Regions from separate parts of the Mus musculus genome. Here regions 2 and 3 are each linked to region 1. A link is a contact called in public Hi-C and Micro-C data. All regions are on one chromosome and are shown on one strand. Each heading gives the region's core, a stretch centred on a gene start, on an enhancer-like site or on the middle of the called end of the contact. The rest is flanking DNA. Distances are from core to core; before and after follow the strand shown. Region 1 overlaps Trp63 (transformation related protein 63). Region 2 has its middle 150 kb from the start of Trp63. Region 3 has its middle 59 kb from the start of Trp63.

The links. Hi-C and Micro-C count contacts between places; a contact is called where the count stands out from the background.
Region 2: a Micro-C map of brown adipocytes shows a contact between it and region 1, with 2.2 times the contacts expected there. The contact joins two enhancer-like sites. A contact is called at or near these places in 2 of 484 Hi-C or Micro-C datasets (3T3-L1-derived adipocytes and brown adipocytes) and 1 of 9 other capture datasets (embryonic stem cells).
Region 3: a Hi-C map of 3T3-L1-derived adipocytes shows a contact between it and region 1, with 5 times the contacts expected there. The contact joins two enhancer-like sites. A contact is called at or near these places in 3 of 484 Hi-C or Micro-C datasets (3T3-L1-derived adipocytes, cortical neurons and epidermal suprabasal cells).

What each region holds. Positions count from the first base shown.
Region 1 is chr16:25,785,130-25,788,085 of GRCm38.p6, forward strand. All of the region lies in intron 3 of Trp63 (transformation related protein 63), which reads left to right. Among named protein-coding and RNA genes, the nearest start is that of Gm24928, 84 kb to the left of the region's middle. Within about 2 kb of position 1,517, at least 15 of the 459 cell types and tissues checked have an H3K27ac peak or open chromatin away from gene starts, as enhancers often do. A contact at or near this core is called in 3T3-L1-derived adipocytes and brown adipocytes, where this site is marked.
Region 2 is chr16:25,530,668-25,533,623 of GRCm38.p6, forward strand. No RefSeq gene overlaps it. Among named protein-coding and RNA genes, the nearest start is that of Trp63, 150 kb to the right of the region's middle. Within about 2 kb of position 1,519, at least 86 of the 459 cell types and tissues checked have an H3K27ac peak or open chromatin away from gene starts, as enhancers often do. A contact at or near this core is called in 3T3-L1-derived adipocytes and brown adipocytes, where this site is marked.
Region 3 is chr16:25,623,015-25,625,970 of GRCm38.p6, forward strand. No RefSeq gene overlaps it. Among named protein-coding and RNA genes, the nearest start is that of Trp63, 59 kb to the right of the region's middle. Within about 2 kb of position 1,452, at least 30 of the 459 cell types and tissues checked have an H3K27ac peak or open chromatin away from gene starts, as enhancers often do. A contact at or near this core is called in 3T3-L1-derived adipocytes, where this site is marked.

The DNA.
Region 1 (2,956 bases), core at 267-2,766:
TTTTGGAGTCCCCAACTTTAAAAAATTAAGATTTCAAAATACAATGTCATAGTATATTACATAGTAGCAATGTTAATGATCAAACAGAGAAAGAAAGCAGGGCAGAAGTCTTTTGAGATCACTGGGTTGGTCTTAAAACTTTCACCATTGTAATTACTGATCTGACTGCTTTTTCTTTTATAACAGTACATATTTATATAAAACTCCTTGGTAGAAGACCAGTATGACCAAGAACTGCTAAAGGTTTCTTTGGCTGATCTCTCACTTATCTGCAAAATCCTTGCCCATGGGCGAAAGGTCTAGACATTGTCTGTGCTGTGAATCAGGTCAGCTCCCAACAACATCCGGGAAGTTGGTGAACTGCTTAACTTCTTTGATGGATAATTCCCCATTTAACGTTTGTCTGCCTGCCTGTTGTTTTAGTGGGATGATCATCCTCAGTAGGACTGAGAGCACATCAGAAACCCAGTTTGCTTGAGTGTGATAGTGACAGATGTTGCTCATGTTTGCATGTCAAATCATAAGGGTTTGGAAGCATTCCTTTGATGACAGTTAAGTAAACAAACTATGTAATAATAAGTCTAGGAATTCATTGAGATATTCAGCTAATTTACTTCTGGTCTGTGACCCAAATTTTAGCCTTCCAAGCAGAGCACCTATTTTGAATTTACTGGAAAACCAGGTCACATAAGCTCACCCTCTCTCTCAGGATGACAGGGCCAGGATGGAAGGGGAAGATGGGCTGGCATGTGAACTTTTTACTAATAAAGACACAGATGCACAGTAAAGGAAGGGTGCAGCCCAAGAGTATACAGCCAACCGATGAATGAGCCAGCCAGATGACCAGGTCTCTGAATGTAGGGTCTGTCCTTTAAAACCATGCATCTGTGTTTTATTTCTTAAAGCTAACCCTCCCTCAGCAATAATATGAATATCATACTACCAGTCATTTTGTAAGACCTTCCCTCTCAGATATTTAGTGTTTATTCAATGCTAAATTTGATGCCTAGACTGCCGTGCTTCATGACAAAGTGCAATGAATCTCTGCTTCATTTCCAAGACTTGGGCTGTAATAGCCGAGTATATATATATTATATATATATATATAAAATAGCCGAGCATATATATATGTCTATAGCCGATATATATATATATATATATATATATATATATATATATCTCCATCCATCCTTCCCCAGCCTTGGTGGTAAAATGATCTAGTTTTTTACAAGTCTGCCCTTTCAAGAAGGCTAAGCAGGACATCCAATCCTCCCTTTGTAGTAAGACAGGATGCCAGAGACATGACTGTTACTGCAGACAGAAGTGGGCTTCCAGGGAAGAATAAGCAGAGACGTGGGTAACGAGGAGATAGTAGTTTGGGTGTGCACTTGCAGTCTCGCTGAGCAGCTAAAGCTTGCTGTATCTGAAAGCATCAAGGCCCCTCACATCACGGAAAAGCTTCACCTCTGCTCATACTCAACTCCTGCTCTCCTGCTTTTTAAATGAGGACAAGATGTTCCAAAAACTACCAGCAGTGATATTTTTTTTTTTCTTTTTCTGGGAAGCTGAGTCAAAGTAAGATGAAGCAATACCTCTGAAAGTTATCTTGATCTTGATGTAATGTTTTTCTATATGCACTTTCCTCCACAATGTGTAACTCGGGGGAAAAAATCAAGCAAACAAAAACTCTCAGTGTTAGCAAGTGAGGCATCCTTCCTGTATGTTAATTAATCCCCTCTTGTTGTGTCAGAATCATTCTCTCTAAGCAATTCTCATTCTTGCATTGATTTATTTTTTCACTCCTCCAAATTCTTCCTTGGGAATCTTATTTTAGGTGAGTCTTTAGACAGTAAATGTGTCAGACAGCTTCAAGCTACTGTGGCTGCAAGAAGTCATGACGAGAAGCTGTGTTAGCAGGGTTGACGGACCTCATTAGAGATGCCAGAGCATCTTAATTTTGTACACATCTTGGAAATTCAGACGATCTGATACATCACCAAACCAACAATTATTTCCTTATAGGTAGACTAGGACTCACAAATCAGAGGTCAATTCCCAGGAGAACTGGAGAACCCAGCCAGACCCAAATGTTATTAGGTCATTTGGTAAGTTTCCTCTTTATTTCACAGGGAGAATGATTTTCTGGAGGCTAAGACATTGAACACTAAGTGACACTGACATTAAAGACACTGCTTACAACTTTATATGCCCCAGTACAGGGGAATGCCAGGGCCAAAAAGTGGGAGTGGGTGGGTAGGGGAGTGTGGGGGGGACTTTTGGGATAGCATTGGAAATGTAAATGAGGAAAATACCTAATTAAAAAACACTGCTTACTTATCATGTCCATTTATTGAATTTTGTTTGTTTGTTTTGCTAGCTCTGGCGAGTGAGTGTGTCCGTGTGAGTGTGTCTGTATCTGTGTAATTATAGAACTCTTTGGGTTAGAGACGATCTCAAAGGTCACCAGATTTAACCTCCCCAGCATCCTGGCCTTTAACTCTGTAATTACTAAATAGAAGCTTCTGCCTTCTAATTCTCTTAGAGGGAAGCAAGGGGGGAAAAATGTCATCCGGTTCATTCTCTGATCACAGGAAAAATGTCAAGCTGGGGAGAGGTTTGTTGGTTCCACAAGTGTGAAGATCTGAACTTGATCCCCAGTACCCACCTACAAAACTGGCGGTGGTAGCATGTGCTAGAGATCTGTGCTGGGAGCCTAAAGACAGGACAGCCTTCAGGCCTCACCAGATAGCCAGTGTAGCCTGCCTGGTGAGCCACAGGCCAGTGGGAGCCACTTTCTCAAATAGAAAGTGTGTTTAGCCTAAGAGTGAATGACATCCAATGATGTCCTCTAGTGTACACATACATATGCGCACGTGTATACATGCATTATATTCAACATACATGAATATGCATACACATGCACATACAGAGAAAAGAAAATACATCACTAAGTAGA
Region 2 (2,956 bases), core at 269-2,768, 250 kb before region 1:
CTAAGGTAGCTGTGGAATTCTGTCTTTCTCCACTATGACTGATTTTATTTGAGATGTTCCTCTGTCATGTCACTGTACCCACGTTGCTATTGAGGTTTGTGTGTGTGTGTGTGTGTGTGTGTGTGTGTGTGTTGCACTCCCCAGTGGTACACATTGACAGGCAAGCCAGCATGAGAAATATAATACCAGAAATGTGCTTCCACACATGAATGCGAAACTTAAAAGGAGCTTGACAGAGCTGCTTCGCCACTGATCGGCCCATTTTCTCTCAAACTGGCTGAGTGTTGTTGATACTTTTCGTTTCGGTGTATCTCAGTTGCCTCTTATCCACCAATGATGAAGTCCTCGAGCAAAGGAGAGTCCTCATTTCTGAGAGTCTACCAGAAGTATAGAACTGATCAAATTAGGTAATATAATATGAGTGCCTTACCCTAGGAGGAAACTACAATAGCCTGTGGTGATCAGAAAATGAACAGATATGTAGCCTAGTCAATATGTAATGGGAGAGCTCTCATTTAAGTTGTATTGGTGAAAATGGAGTTATGTTTGAATGAAACATGGAGAACTAGGATAGCAGCACTAAGTTATCAAGGTTTGAAAGGCATGTGTGTATGTGGGGGCAGGTTTGCATAAATAACATAGTCCACAAAGTGGGAAAACAATATACCCAGGCTGGTTGATGAAGTCAGATTACAGAGCGCCTTGGGCCCCGGTGTTTAAACAGAGAGACGGGTGAGAGGCAACAAGAGCCAGAGTGTGTCTGAACTTCAGGAATGTCAAGTGAATAGAAAGGAGCACAAGCCTATGAAATAGTCCAGAGAGTAGATAATAAAGGATGCCAGGTATTGTGGAACACACTTTTAATCCCAGCATTTAGGAGGTAAAAGCATTTGGAACTGAAGGTCTACCTTACATATACAGTGAGTTCAAGGTCAGCCTAAGCTCCACAAGAGCCTGTTTCTTCCCAAGTCAATGAAAAAATGTTAATGTCTATGTCCAAGTACATGATATAATTTACTTAGAGATATAAATTTCATTGGGTTATATCTACCACAGGAGCAGGATGTCTCAGACTTTGTCATTGATCAGCTGTAGGAGTCATGAAGGGAAAACAGGATGATAGAGTCAAGTTATAAAGGCATGTAGCCTGACTTAGAAAGCCACAGAGGTCATTGTGATCTGAGGTGTGGGTCTAGTTGACCTTCATGGATACAGCTGAGAGTTAATTAAACTAGCAAGACACGAGCTGCAACTCCAACTCTGTGTTTTCTTTCTGAGTTGATGATTCACTGTTGCTATTGAGAGGTGAGTTGGGCCATGGGTGAACAGGAGCAGTCGGCAGTGAAGACTGAAGGGCAAAGAAGCAGGAAGATTTCCTTGAACTCTGCTTGCACTGAAAACCCTGAGCAGAAGCCCAAACTTGTGGCTTTCTTGGATCTCTTCAGATCAGAGAGCTGCCCATTCCAAAGCCACAGCACTTCTTTTGCGTCTCAGTTACACCACAGGCATCTGACTCATAGGATAGTCAGCCATAGAGGTCAGTCCTGCCTTAAAGCAAGTCTGGAGTGGAGCACTCCTCGGCTTCAGTTTACCTTCTGTTTAAATAGGTCTTGGTCATGGCACTGTTACATTGAAAGGGTGGGCTTATCTTTGTGTTGTATATAATCAATCCTTTATGAACTATAAACCCATAGATCATTATTGCCCTTATTGTAGAGAGTGCAAAGAATAAGTGTATATAAGGGAACAGGTCCCTCAAAAAGAAGAACCGTTCTCAGAACGAGCCGAACGAAGCTTTTAGAGGTTACAGACACAGTGTCCAGGTCAAACCTCCGACTTCCTATTAAGCCTTTATTCCTTTTTACCATCCAAATTAATTACTTCCTTACGCTTCATATTTTAAACAACCTCAAAAATGATATACTATCTGGTAGAGGAAGGTCCTATTTCTTTCCTTTCAGTTTTAAATCCAGGTTTAAAGACCCTTTGGAAAACTTGGCAGCCACTTTGGAAATGGGCGTGAGCTTACAGGACAGCATCAAGGCTGAATTCAGTACAAGAGCACTGAGCTGTTTCATTTGCTGAAGCTTCTGGTAGGTGTTCTAAGAGATCAAGTGTTAAATCAGGGGGTCCCTGTCTGCTGGCACTGCCCAGTTCCAGACAGGGAAAAAGACAGTCAAACAACTAGGGCAAAACCAAATGAGATTAAGAAGACATTTTCGGCTTCATTCACTTTCTGGATGAATAAAATACTGGGCCTCCAGAGTTTGGCAGCCCTCATGACATGTTAGGAGAGAAGAAAAGAGAGCTACTTCTAAATGGGCCATTTCCCCATAGTGCCAGTGAGCTTAGAAACTTTACAAAGAAAAATGGGACAAGTCTTTCTCACTCTCATTAAGCACCCTCAAACACCAGTAGCCTTAACAGGAGACTCCAGGAGAGGCAGATGGAAGTGCCCTGACCCAGCACACTCAGGACAAGAAACTGCAGGGATTGGGGGTCATTGCCAAGTGGTGAGATGAACCTGATAGGGTTCCTAAATAACAGCATGCCCTCAGCTGCAGGCCTGACTTCATGCTATTCCAGTCGTGTGACCTGTCTCCTCCAGGGATCTAAGATAACACTTATCACAGCCGGCTTTGGGATCCGGTTGCTTGAATGTGTCCCTGCTTTCAGCACTGAATATGAGAGCAATGACCATGACTTACTCAACTCTGTGCCCCAGAACACTTGGCATCAGCCCTGGTCCTCGGCAGATGCCCAGAAAGTGTGCAGAGCTGGTTGGAATTTTGGCAGGGCTTCCTGCTTCTCATGGGTAAACCCCATGGGTCTTCTTGTCTGATTTGCAAAGGATAAAACATTTCATTTATTAGAAAACTGGGATCTGATTTTTGAGACCCTGATTCTAAAAGAAAATAGAACTGGATTTTCCTTTCCATACAACCCTGTCCACAGG
Region 3 (2,956 bases), core at 202-2,701, 160 kb before region 1:
TTTCTACCCCAATAATCTCTTTACCATAACACAGCACAAACATCAAGTCTCAGGGCTTATGTGAGCCTATAGAAAAGTCATGATGTTTCTGAAACATTATGTTTCATTGATGTTAAACATTGTGGAGATTTCTTTTTCTATAGTTGGGGAAAGGTTGACTGTTGCAAAGGCTGACCTTCAATCTTTCTTGTGAGTACAGTCTATTCTAAGTGAACCTCATCATTTCGGACTACCCTCTTTTCAATCATGTCTGGTCTCTACCTCCCGACACAACTTTCATTCCTCAATATACTTCATGCATGTAGTTTTTGGATTCAATCTAGATACATTTCATGAAGAGCAGCTCAACTCTTTCTTAAGAAGTCTACTCACATACTTGGTGTTTCTATAGAAATGACCGCCATGATTTCCAAAGGCCCTGGAATCTGACAGATTCGCAAGGATTGAGGATGTAGACTTTGACTAATGTTTCTCAAGCAATGAAGGGTCACATAGATTGTTTGTCATTAGAGGGAAGATGGTAATACGTCCCAGTTTCCACTTTGCTTCAGAGACAAGAATTCAACACAGCCTTCTGTGTTACAAAAGGACAATGGTCCAGTTCCTCCTGATGATACTTTTAGGTTCTTTTCCACTTTACTGAAGATGTTAGTCAGGTAGGAGGGACCATGCTTGATGATTATGTTTTACGTGCTCCTTCTCTGAATGTTTTATTGCTATGCATTCTCAGAGTTTGTATTGTTTTGCCTTTGGCTTGTTCTATGAGTTCTGATTCTGTCTTATGCTTCTGACTAAATCTACAAATCTGTCTAAATTCTACTCTACATTGTCACTTTTTTTTTCTTTCTAAACTAAGGCCCTGGAGAAACTAATGATGAGCTGCTGTTAAAAGCTTCTAGATATATCTCTATTAATCCATAGAGGAAGGAAGGCCAGTGTGGTCCTGTTGAGGCTAGCTCAGAGCCAGCATTCTGTTTTCTTGTCATGAACTTAGCCAAGGTGAAGAAACCATCCCTCTCCTGAAATGGCTGTCTCAGTGCAATGCATCCTGAACAGTGAGTGAATTATAGGTTGTACATAAACCCTGCCAGGCCCTGGGGAATGAAAGGGTAGTGCCAAATTTTCCCTTCAGTACATGTGTGACTCCAAAATGAAATGCATATTGGGCAATTGGCATGTGGAAAAGGAAGGTAGGTGAAATGTGTTGATAATGGTTGCAACAAGACTTTTATGGGTTTTCCTATACCAGGCCTCCCATATTGGTGATTTGCTGGGACTTATTTCAATAATCTCTTTGAATGTGTGAATCTTAGCCAAAAGCTCAGGGGACTCTGTTACTGCTCAGCCAGGGGAAACAGACTTTGATGAATTTCAGGGACAGCCCCAGGAGGAAGTATGACTCCTCAAAAGACCCAAGGGGGATTGATTGCAAAATCCTGGGCTGGGCAGCAGTGAGTGAGCTCTGGGTCTGTATTTAGACAAGCAGGGGCAAAGCTTGGAAGGCAAGAGCAGTCCTAGGGAGGAGCCTAGCTTCAGACAGACACAGGTTGGAGAGTGAGGAACAAACTTATTGTCGTGGAATGAGGCTGTGATGCTGGTGTTTCTGAGCAACTAGGAATGCTTCCATGTGATGAGCAAAGGCATGTCACACCATGTCCTGTAGCGACAGGGAAGCCCTAACTTTTCTTTGACTTCTCTGATGTAGAATGAGCTGTGTAACCTCCTCTTTCTCCATCCCCATGTGCAGAGATCAGTGGAGTGCATGTAAGCTGTTACACTAAGAGGGAAAGCCTCAGGCTTTCCAATAGGAAGAAGAACCTGTTTGGACTCTCAGGCCCTTTCAGTTAAAGGAGTCCCTCAACCTTGAGCTGTGGTTCTCTCATTTATAAAAAACAGACACTGGCATCAATTTCAGGGTATTGCTCAGATACATCAATACAATGTACTGCAGTAGTGCTTAATCTGTGGGTTGTGACCTCCCTTGGGGTTTTTCTATAGCAGATATCCTGCATAACAGATCTTTACATTGCAATTCATAACAGTAGCAAAATTAATATTATGAAGTCAAAACAAAAAAATAATGTTATGGTTGGGGATCACCACACCAGGAGGAACTGTATTAAAGAGTCACAGCATTAGGAAGGCTGAGAACCACTACTATAAGGGCTACTCATGAAAGAACTCAACCTTTTAGTATGAATTTATTGTCTCACATATTGCATCCTAACTGCAGTTTATCCTACATCCCTCTGTCCTCTACATCTTCCCTCCTATCCACTCCCTTTCTCGGATATCAACCAAATGTGGTATCTCAAGTTGCAATAAGATTACTCACCTTCCTCAAATTGAGGCTGGCTTGGGCAACTGAGTAAGAGGACAAGGGAAAGGAGTCAGAAAGAGCCCCTGTCCCCTCTGCTAGGAGTCCTACAAAAACACCAAGCTCCACAGCTATAACATATATACACAGGGCCTACATTAGACCAGTACAGGCTTCCTGATTGTCAGTTCAGTCTCAGGAAACTCTAATGAGTCCGGGTTAATTGATTCTGTGGGTTTTCTTATAGTGCCCCTGATCCCTCTGCCTCCTCCAATCCTTTCTCTCTCTCATCCTCAGGATTCCCCAAGCTCCACCTAATGTTTGGCTGTGGGTCTCTGCATCTGTTTCCATCAGTTACAGCATGAAGCACCTTGATGACAGTCGGGTTAGACATCAATCTATGAGTAAAGCAAAATATTTCCAGGCATAATTTCATTTATTTATTTATGTTTATTTATTTAATGTATTTTTAAAATTTAATTTTAAATTTTTTGTCAACCATGTTTGGTTCTATCATAGGTCTCTGGGCCATCTGGCCTCTGGTTTCAAACCCGGTGCAATTGAAACTCATGGGAATTTATTGGGGTGACCCTAGCTAAAAATCCTAGTAAAGGGGGATACAAAGCCTGAACTGGCCAT